Regions from separate parts of the Danio rerio genome. Here region 2 is linked to region 1. A link is a contact called in public HiChIP or PLAC-seq data. All regions are on one chromosome and are shown on one strand. Each heading gives the region's core, a stretch centred on a gene start, on an enhancer-like site or on the middle of the called end of the contact. The rest is flanking DNA. Distances are from core to core; before and after follow the strand shown. Region 1 holds the start of baz1b (bromodomain adjacent to zinc finger domain, 1B). Region 2 holds the start of grk7b (G protein-coupled receptor kinase 7b).

Region 1 (5,261 bases), core at 1,253-3,752:
TTTGGCTGGAATAAAAGCACTTTTATATGATTAAAAAAAATTTAAGGTCAAAATTATTAGCCCCTTTAAGCTGTATTAACTTCGATAGTCTACAGAACAAACCATCACTATACCTTGCCTAATTACCCTAACCTGCCTAGTTAACCTAATTAACCTAGTTAAGTCTTTAAATGTCACTTTAAGCTGTATAGAAGTGTCTTGAAAAATATCTAGAAGTATTATTTACTGTGATCATGACAAAGATAAAATAAAGCAGTGATTACAAATTAGTTATTAAAACTATGGTTTAAAAATGTGTAGAAGAAATCTCTCCATTTAACAAAAATGGGGAAAAAATAAACAAGGGGGCTAATAATTCTGACTTCAACTGTATATTTCAAACATGTGTGAAGCACTGATATATATATATATATATATATATATATATATATATATATATATATATATATATATATATATATATTTATATATAAAATTATAGTAAATAGTATAGTAATCATCATTTGTTAAAAACCATTTGTTTACTTCCTTACTATATTCTACCACTGCATCTAATAAAATATAACATGACAATTCTTATGATGCTGGATACAGACCTAAATAACAGACTTAAATTGTGAACGTTGGGACAACTTCTAGTTTGACAATAACCCTACTTAAAATGGCCCTACTGGAAGCAAGCGATAAAATCTGTACCAATGCAACGAGTCTGGTAGTTTCCCCATTAGTAAACCTTGCACTGCAGCTCCTCCAATCTCAAATCGCTTCATCCTTTGATCAAAGCCCCGCCCCCCACACACGTCGGCCAACTAGATGCTATCAAACGAAACAGAGGAGAGTGATTGACATACCGATCGCGCTTCTTATTGGCTAGCGTTCTGATTGTATAACACATGCGGCCTGGGGTCACTTTCTTTTTTTAATACAGTTTTACAGAGACAGGTGTGAGAGGTCAAGAATCCTACATCAATGTCAGATAAGAGATGCTCGAGTTAACATAGCGCACTCTCACAACAACAACTAATGCTTCTCAATGGAATAACAAGGCTTATTTACAAAAAACACCAAATAGCTAAAAACAAATGAAGGAATTTAACAGAATCACGTGACTGACAAATGTAAGAGCCGCACGCCCTAAACTTCAGCTTCACGCATCCTGTCAATTGTGAAAACTTCACGTGGCGCGCGCGAAAAGCATCCCGCGCGCAAATGACCTCGCGCAGCAGCTGCACATGAACTCGCACATATTGTTCTCCAGCAGAAGCTTGAGCTAAAACTGAACGCACAAGCATAAGCAAGCATACATATAACGACTCCAGTCTAACTGTACAGAACCAATAATCTAGGAGCCCATGCTTTAAATAAAATCCCTAAACTTAAAGTGATAGCGCGCGCGCGCCTCTTACACAAGATTGAGTCATGGATGAGCAGACGTCACACACACTATGCGTCCTGCAGCTAGCAAGCTAACAACACACTGACTCTCTAAAAACACACACGACAACAAAACAACCGCTTAAATGACACTAACTTAACCCAGAAACCCTCACAAAACTAACATTAACGCCAATTTTAAGAGTCCAACCTCAAGTTATAAACGTCAGAGTCACCTTTAGCCGGCTAGCGTTACAATGAGATGCAGCGCGCAAAATGAAAACAACAATAAACGCCTAAATCCACACACTGCGCACGCACGCGCCCGGAATCCACGATTTGCGTGGAAACCGCGGACCGAGACTCTAACGGGCACGTGCTTGTTTGTTCTGTGCATGCAAACGATGAGTGGAGACAGTAAGAAAGGATACTCTTTGTTCCTGAAGGCCTCTTTAGTGTGCTCGATGGTGTACACCTCCTCTCCTGGGCCCGGCGGCTCCGACAGCGGCTTAACCAACGGGTAGGGCTTCCGGCCTAGTAACGGTGCCATCGCGGGGTCCTGAATGTATCAGCGAAGCGTAGTACTGAACTAACCCACCTCTCAATCCCAGCTCCAAATGAATATGCGGTGAAATTCGCGCGTCTCAGCGGCGTAGCATCGGGGCTAGGCTAGCGCGCGGTGCTTTCGGTACTTTCAGAAAGCGCGTAAAAGTCAAAACAAAACAGAAACAAAACTGCGGTTTGACTGGTCAATTACATCCCTGTGTTAAATCCGCTGGTTTCGTGGAGCCGGTGGGGTCATGGCGAAACGCCTGGAAAGCGCGTATGGAGTGAACGGAAGCTCCCGGATGCCGGGTATTGAAGCGCGAAAGGCCGCCCGTCAGAGCTGCTGTGACAGGCTCACTTGTGCCGCTCAGGTCCGGGTTGCGGTCGATCCTCCAGGCCAAAGCAACGTACCAATCCCTCGTCCGTGGCGACTATAGACAGCGTAAACGGTGTTTTGAAGGATGTGCTGATTACATAAACAAACAAGAGGGTTTTATCGCTGGTTGAAAAATGGCGGGAGATCCTGCTACACCGGCAACATTCCGTGCAACCTCAAAACTCCGTTACCCCGGTAGCAAGCAGCGTCGCAAGATTAAACCCCGCCCTCCAAATGCAGCTATTGGTTAATAAAAAACTACGACACAGACTTCGATATTTTGATTGGTGGACTGAGTTGTCTATTACATCTACTCTACCTTTTGTCAAAGCAACACCCCTCCAATCACAAATACAAGAAGTGTTTGGAAGCGTGGCTACTAAAGGTCAGTTTATGGTAGATTTGTCCATAACTAAATTAATAATGACAGGTTTTAGTTTGACTTGTACAGTTTATCAGTAAAACCTGACGCTTTACATGGCCAAATGCCAAGCGTTCAGCCAAAAGGTGAATTGATTATAGAAATTAAATGGAGACAATAGGGCATGCACACGACACGTTTGATCCAATTAAAGAGACAGTCTTCATTAATATATTAAAGACACTTATAATAGTAGAGAGTATAAAGATATTGCAATATTTTTTTATTTTTAAAGCCACGTGAAATGTAATGTGTGATCTTATAATTAATATAAAATAATAAATAAACATTACATTAGGTTGGTGGTTCATTACACTGTGGCGACCCCTGATGAATAAAGGGACTAAGCCGAAGGAAAATGAATTATATTCAGATAAGTAACATTAGTATTACAGAAATAAATTAATACAATTTTATAAAAAAATAATCGTTTTAATCTATTAGTTAAAAATAATAAATATATGTAATATAAAACATTATGATTGAAAAAAATAGATTAAAACAAAATATTTTACAATTTTAAAAAATAAAAATGTTCATGTAATAATAAACGTGATAATACATGAATAAATAAATTGCTAACATGGAATAAAGATTATATATTCTGCAAAAATATTTGAAACCCATTTATCATTTGCAATAGTCTTTTATAACAGATTTAAAGGGGACTTATGCAAAAAAAAAAAAAAAATAAGGGGTTTAAATAGTTATGTAGCAACAGTGTGAATATAGCCAGCCTCTTGTTTTTGAATATGCCACTATGCTAACACATAGGCATTTGTAGCTCCGCCCTCATTTGAAAAAGAGCAAAAATCTCATTTGAATTTAAAGCAGTCACCGAATAGGCACAATTAGGATCAAAGCCTAAAAGGGTCAGTTTCAAAGGGTTATAAAACATTATTTGTGTGGTATTTTGTGCTGAAACTTCGCATACATACTCAAGTTACTACTTATGACTACTATTGTTATAGAAATGTCATACATTTTGTACACTTCAGTGATTAATTTTAATTTGTGGAGTATTCTTGTAATACCATTGCCAACAATGCAATCACAGTAATGCCAAATTAAACCAAAGTTGTTTTATTTTCATATCTTCTGCGAACAAGTCCAACTTTACAGACAACACTGTATGGATAATACACTTTTTTTATCTGAAAAATACTTACAATGTAAAATGGAAGTCTTTATATTCAAAATACAAATCTGACATGTATAAAAGCTATGCATTCCCTTTTTTGTTTTTAATAAAATGTTCAGTAATTGGATGCAATACAACAAACATTAAAAATAAAAATCAAGAAATTGTTGACGCGGATGTCATTTAGAACTGCCCTAAACTGCATGCGTTGAACTATTATTCAGAAAAGCTAAGTAAAACAAAGCAATAAAAGTCATTTGTATAATGTCAAAGCTATCACAAACACAAAACAAATTCAGCTAAAACTCTACTGTTTTGTAATACTGTTAAACCAATCATCACTCCATGCAGACACGTGTATTATCCTGACCAAGTTCATTCTCAGTTCAGAATAACAGTTTTCATGATGTATTTATTACAAACTGCTTTACCTTCATAAGAAATACCCGAAGTAAAGTCTTTTAAATTGTACAAAACACAACATTTCAAGCTTGTTTAATGATCATAAATTGTAAGCGGATATCAGGCATTTGGCTGGTTGTAAAATGTCTCTTAAATTTGCAGTTCTGCTTTAAAAAAGTCTTCTGTAGTCTTGATGTGCAATGTTCAGCATATCTGTGTTAACTGACGGTTGAGTTATGCTCAGTGCAAACTCTTTTAAGCGGTGGAGCTCCGATTGCCTCCTCTTCCTCCTGTGAAAATCAATAATGTTGTTTGAAAAGCATTCATTTAGCAAGTGTAACGTTTTTATAGAAATACGATAATATTTTGTAATTCTCATTTAAATCTGACAAAGTTTTAAAGGATTTGTCAAAAATCTCTGCAAAATATTTTGGTTTCAAACAGTGGTCGCGTTAACTGAATATTTTCTGTCATTGACGGATTTTTTTCAGCAGTAACGGAAAAATCTGAAGGTGATCCATAATTTTGACGGATTAAGGCTGATTTGTAATTCTGCGTCAAACGCCGGCGTATGCTACGGCGCTGACGCATAGTCCTTCGACGTGGCCGTCGCTGACGTGCACCTCTCAAAAAATGTAACTACAAGTCGCAACAACGCGTAGCGCAAGCTCTGTGACCGGTCGGCTTGGTAGCGCTGACGAGGCGGGACCGAGAGCCTGTGAATGGTGCGAGCCTGATGGAGCGATTGTTTACAAGTGTGGAGTCTCGTGAAGGAGCTCCGGATGGAAAGTTTTGTTTTGTGTTTACCTCATAGTTAAAGTTGTTAAAGTTCCGCCGGTTCCTGCCTCAAAATGAGCGAGTTTGAGTCACTTGTACATCCCGGAAGTGTTCAGGAAAAGCAAAACAGAAGCGAAGAAACTCGACACAGAGGAACATTTACACCTTACTGCCAACTAGCGTTTTGGAAGTGTTAATGCAGACCAACAGAGACAGCGTGCAGA
Region 2 (5,261 bases), core at 761-3,260, 200 kb before region 1:
GGATGTTTGACGGTTGCCAAATTAGTGACATAAATGACCAAACTACCAACTAATACCTGCCATGAGTATAACCGCATTCACCATCGAGAGGCGGTATAATCACTCTCGTAGGATAATTTTGCTTTCACAATCTTAAATAAATAATCCAACATGAGCACCCAAAACCTTCGCCACTTTTGCAACGTGAGCAATGCTGCGTTCGTTGAGAGCGTGGTGTCCAACATTCCACACTTCTTTTTACAGAGTGCATCATCCGATTAATTAATGTGCATGTATTATTATTAAAGTTTTTAGTTTGAATGCACTACTTAGGGTGCTTTCACAACTGTTAATCGATTATCTTGTTCCGAAACAGATTAAAATTGTTACATTGTTGCTCTTTGTTCTTGGTGCGGTTCGCTTTCACATGGTAAAGTTTCTAAATGAGCCAAAATAGCTAAAAACAAGTCATGTGTGACTAAACTCTTCTCATATTAGTCAGTTTAACAATTTTTTATTTATTTATTTTTTGCAGTGTCCCGCTCAGCTGTTAGGGCGGGTGGTGGTTTGGTAGCGTTGTGTCTGAAGAGCGAGGAGGGATGCGGTGGGAAGGGTGTGCGACGTATTTGAGGACCGGGAGGGAGAGCTGCGAATTCCGGGAGATTATCACTTATTTGCGGGCATCAGGGAGTCTCTGTGCATTTGTGGGAGACTGCCGGAACTTCAGGGATGACCTCCCGCCCAACTCATAATTCCTCATATAGCCGTAGGCCAATTACATATCCATAAAACACTTATGATATAGCCGGGCTCGGATCGTATCGCTTTCTCACTACAATCGATAAGCTCCAGAGTTTGTTTCAATTGGGCCGAGACCACCTCACTCAGGCGATCTCGGAGCGATTGTTTTGGCACGGGTCTGAGCGCGATTGCTGTATTCACATATGCCAAATGAGCCGCGCTAACTGGGCAAACGAGACAGGTTCCAAAACAAAAGTCTAGGTGTGAAAGCACCCTAACACTATTTATACTACAAAATGACGTAAAATAGGGCGTAAGTATGGGATTTGGGATGCACCTTATGAATTCGGACATACTACTCGGCGCGCATACTGTTTTTAGCGTACTACATGGTATGGAAGTATGCAATTTCAGACGCAGCCCTGGTCATTTACATGAGTGTTTCTTAACCACGTTCCTGGATTTCCACTGCATGTTTTGAATATCACCTTTGTCTGTTACACCCATTACAGGTCTTTCAGTCTCTGCTAATGAACTGATGACCTGACTCTGGTGATTTGGTTAAGGATGGAAAACGTACAGAGCTGGTCCTCCAGGAGTGTAGTTGAGAAACACTGATTCATAAAATGACAGTAGTAGGATTGCAGCAGTTTATTGAACAATCTACCTTATACATTCTTTGGAAACAATGGTGCACGAATCTGGATTAAAAGTGGCCAAGTTGACATCTTACTATAATGTTTACATCTAATGTATGATTATTCTCACATGCTTGTCCTTCATTGTGGTCGTACAATGAGCTCTAATACTCTGTAATTCTTGGAAATCTCAACATACCAACAGCAATACAATCTATTGGCTCACAGTTTATCAGCATTTGGGGAATTAAAAAGTAATTTGAGGTTGCTCATAAAGGTTATAACACTCTAAGCACTCTACCGAATAGCCGATTGCAATGAGAGACCTTTTACGACGTAAAAACTCTTTTCTTTTGAGAGCTCAAGTTGAAAGTAAAGGACTGAGCACTAAGAAGCAACAATTGCATTGTCTGCCTCTTAGCATTGTGGCTAAACATAGTCCAAAGCCTCTTAGGTTCCTTTCCTTGAGCAGTATCCATGAATTAGCATACAAAGACACTTAAGAGAAAATCCCTTTTAAGGTTTTTAATTCTGACTGAGCAATTACGTGAGTGGCACACAGAAGGCTTGGCACCAAAGCCTCGTTGTTCCTGAGCATATCAGAACGTGCCACTGTGCCGCTGCCTACATTTCAGTCCTTCTTCATTTTAACCCAGAGCGTCATATAGTGGATCCCTCACCTCGCCACAGCCATGAGTGACATGGGTGGACTGAAGAACCTGGTGGCCAACACAGACTACCTGAAAGCACAGAGTCTAGACGAGAAGGAGATTAAGAAACGAAGATGTAGCCTAGGTCTTCCTCATCTTGGGAACTGCACAGATGTGCGCGCATCCGTTTCCAAGGGCTTTGAGGACATCTGTGAGCAGCAACCCATCGGGAGAGCATGTTTCCGTCAGTTCCTTTCAGTCTCCAGTCCGGAGTACCTTGCTGCTGCAGAGCTTTTAGATGAGTTGAATTGCTGGAATTTAGCCGAGGCAGAAGCTAAAGAAGAAGCCAGACTGAATATCATCAACAAATTTTGCAAAGCAGACTCTAAAAGTTTTCTGGCTTTTCTGACAGAGGATGAGGCGGAAAAATGCAAAGCTGTCTCTGAGAAAGACTTTGAGGAGGTGATGATGGGACAAGTGAAAGAAGCCACGCAAAAGTTCCTTAGAGGACAACCTTTCGAGGAGTATCAGACCAGCCTGTTCTTTGACAGGTTTGTGCAGTGGAAGAAGTTTGAAAAGCAGCCCATCACTGATAAATACTTCTATGAGTTCAGGACATTGGGGAAAGGAGGATTTGGAGAGGTGAGTGTTTGCTCCTTTTAAAAATTGTAAAACATCTTGTCTGCAGAGTCTTGCTTAGGTTGTCAACCTTTTCTTGGTACAGTAGTTTTTATGATTGGATATAAATTATTTGGCAGTTAATTTATATTTACGTTTATGTCTTTGGAACGTAAGTTTAAAACTATTCATTGAGTTGGATTAGACCAGGGATGGGCAAACTTGATCCTCGAGGGCCGGTTTCCCTGCAGAGTTTTGTTCCAACACTAGTCAAACACACCTGAACAAACTAATCAGTGTCTTCAAGATCACTTGAACTCTATAGGGAGGCCTGTTTGTATAGGGTTGGAGCTAAACTGTGCAGGACACCGGCCCTCCAGGACCGAGATTGCCCACCCCTGGATTAGACCCTTAGTATCTCACTCAAAAATGGCCAAAGAGTTTTGATAATTTTCCTATTTAAAGCTTGACTCTTCTGCAGTTACAGGCATAAAATAAGAGGTTGCTCTTTTCAGGCTGTGATGGCAAGGATCTATACTCTCAATTCGATGTAATAATCAAGGCTCTTTGTTGTAGTACCAAGGCTGCAACAGGTTCAATGACATTGCCCGGTGCCTTAAAATCAGTTTATTTGTCAATATAACCAACATGACCTTACATGTTTTGCAACCATAGAGACATTTGTGAGGAAAAGCGTATAACACATTTACTTTAGTTGCTGAAGTATATTTATTTTAACTGGAATTCAAGGAAGTTAGCCGATTTCCTGGTGTTGTTTTTTAAATATTACGCCAGATTAAGAATATAGTTCCTAGGCATGTTAGTCTAGAAAATGGCAACATTTCATTTTGCGTATGATAGATCTAGCCAAGAGTCAAGCTTTAAATAGTAAAATTTGCTAAACTCTTTCGTCTTGTAAAAGGGGAGTTGTAAAATTAGTCTATTTTCAAAAAAAGAAAACACTGTTTCTTTAACAGCTGACTGACCACGAATTGCACTTACAAAAAAGGCTTATTAAGCTGCGGTCACACTGGACTTTTCTCCTCATAGACTTCCATTCATACGCACGCGAATGCATCAGACCGGAAACGCAAGTTCGTGCGTCAAGTTTCGCAGATGGCTGCATTGCAAAGTTCAAGCTTGGTGAACTTGGACCTGCGAAATCACATCACTTGACTGCGTGAGACCAATCGAGGATCAATACATTACCTCTTTGGAGATAAATTTTAAATATGGAGCAATTGCTTTATTTAATGTCTAATCATTTTGTTTAATCCTGCCCCTTTTCACAGCGCCATATGACAGAATTTCCCATGCACAAACTCTAATGTGACCGCACCTTTAGTCGGGATTATATTGACTGGTTAACGCATGTGATATCAACAGAAAACATAAATAAAAGCAATTCAGCGAAAGAGCAAGGATGTGCATTAGGAAAGTATGACAATTTCTCTTTTCTTGCTTCCTATAATAAAATCTGCTCAGCAAATCATAGCTCGATTTCCCCAAAAGTGTATTGTGATAGCAGTGACACTATCATTTATTGCTTTTTTTTTTCGTTTCAATAAACCAAGACACAAACTTCTAGCTTGTTCTGCTATTTGGTTTTATGGTATAGGGTGTCCAAAATAAGTCCTGCAGACCTTTCTGGAACCTCCTAGTAAAGGCTTGATTAGCTGGTTTGGGTGTTTTTATGTAGGGTACAAACTTAAATATGCAGTACATTAGCTGGGTTTCCATCACCCAAACAAGCTAATAAAGGTCTGAGTGCTACAGGAGCACTAGGGGCATGTGGATTTTTTTAAAGCAAGACTGGATGCAGGACTGTTGACATTCCAGAACTGAACTTTGGTAACCCCTATTTTTGGTTGAAGTGTAGATAGATCCGAATAGTATTTCAAGTGTGAATTTTCACTGATAACTAGAAACTGTAATGGTACCCTTTTAAACCCCACTCTGTACAGGTATGTGGTGTTCAGGTCAAAACCACAGGTCAGATGTATGCCTGCAAGAAACTGGACAAAAAGCGTCTGAAGAAAAAAAGCGGGGAAAAGATGGCTCTTCTGGAAAAAAAAATCTTGGAGATGGTGAACAGCCTGTTTATTGTAAACCTGGCCTATGCGTTTGACACAAAGACCCACCTGTGCCTGGTCATGACCCTGATGAGCGGAGGGGATCTGAAGTACCACATCTTCCATGTCGGGGAGGTTGGCATTGAGATGGAGCGCATCATTCACTACACTGCGCAGATCACCAGTGGTATCCTGCATCTACATTCCATGGATATTGTCTACAGGGATATGAAGCCAGAGAATGTCCTATTAGACTGTCAAGGCCAGTGCAGGTTGTCAGACCTTGGTCTAGCTGTGGAGCTACCAGATGGGAAAACCACTACTCAAAAGGTAAGGAAAGGAAAGTAAAACAAGCTTTTGTGAAGACACAAGTGTCTCCTGGGATATGTCCGGTGTAACATTATTGGTGTGGGGAAGATTTGCAGTTAGCAAAACCAATTGTTTGAAGTCTAAAATGTGCATAATATATTTGCCATCACTTGAGAACACTCACTCACTTTCCTTCAGCTTAGTTTCTGATTTAGGTTGGCACAGCAAAATGAACCACCATTACACAGGCATAT

The links. HiChIP or PLAC-seq counts read pairs in DNA pulled down with a chosen protein or histone mark.
Region 2: a contact with region 1 is called in an H3K4me3 HiChIP or PLAC-seq map of embryo, with 7 times the contacts expected there. The contact joins the promoter of grk7b here to the promoter of baz1b in region 1. A contact is called at or near these places in 1 of 18 Hi-C or Micro-C datasets (hematopoietic stem cells) and 1 of 4 datasets of contacts at active chromatin or transcription factors (embryo).

Annotation. Positions count from the first base shown.
Region 1 is chr18:44,494,933-44,500,193 of GRCz12tu, reverse strand. It overlaps baz1b (bromodomain adjacent to zinc finger domain, 1B), which reads right to left and starts at 2,502. Exons shown (of 18, transcript NM_001347672.1): 1 at 1,806-2,502. The coding sequence starts at 1,924. bcl7bb (BAF chromatin remodeling complex subunit BCL7B b) reads right to left here. Exons shown (of 6, transcript NM_001006018.1): 6 at 3,785-4,550. The coding sequence ends at 4,479.
Region 2 is chr18:44,690,621-44,695,881 of GRCz12tu, reverse strand. grk7b (G protein-coupled receptor kinase 7b) reads left to right here and starts at 2,010. Exons shown (of 4, transcript NM_001033090.1): 1 at 2,010-2,650; 2 at 4,591-5,028. The coding sequence starts at 2,051.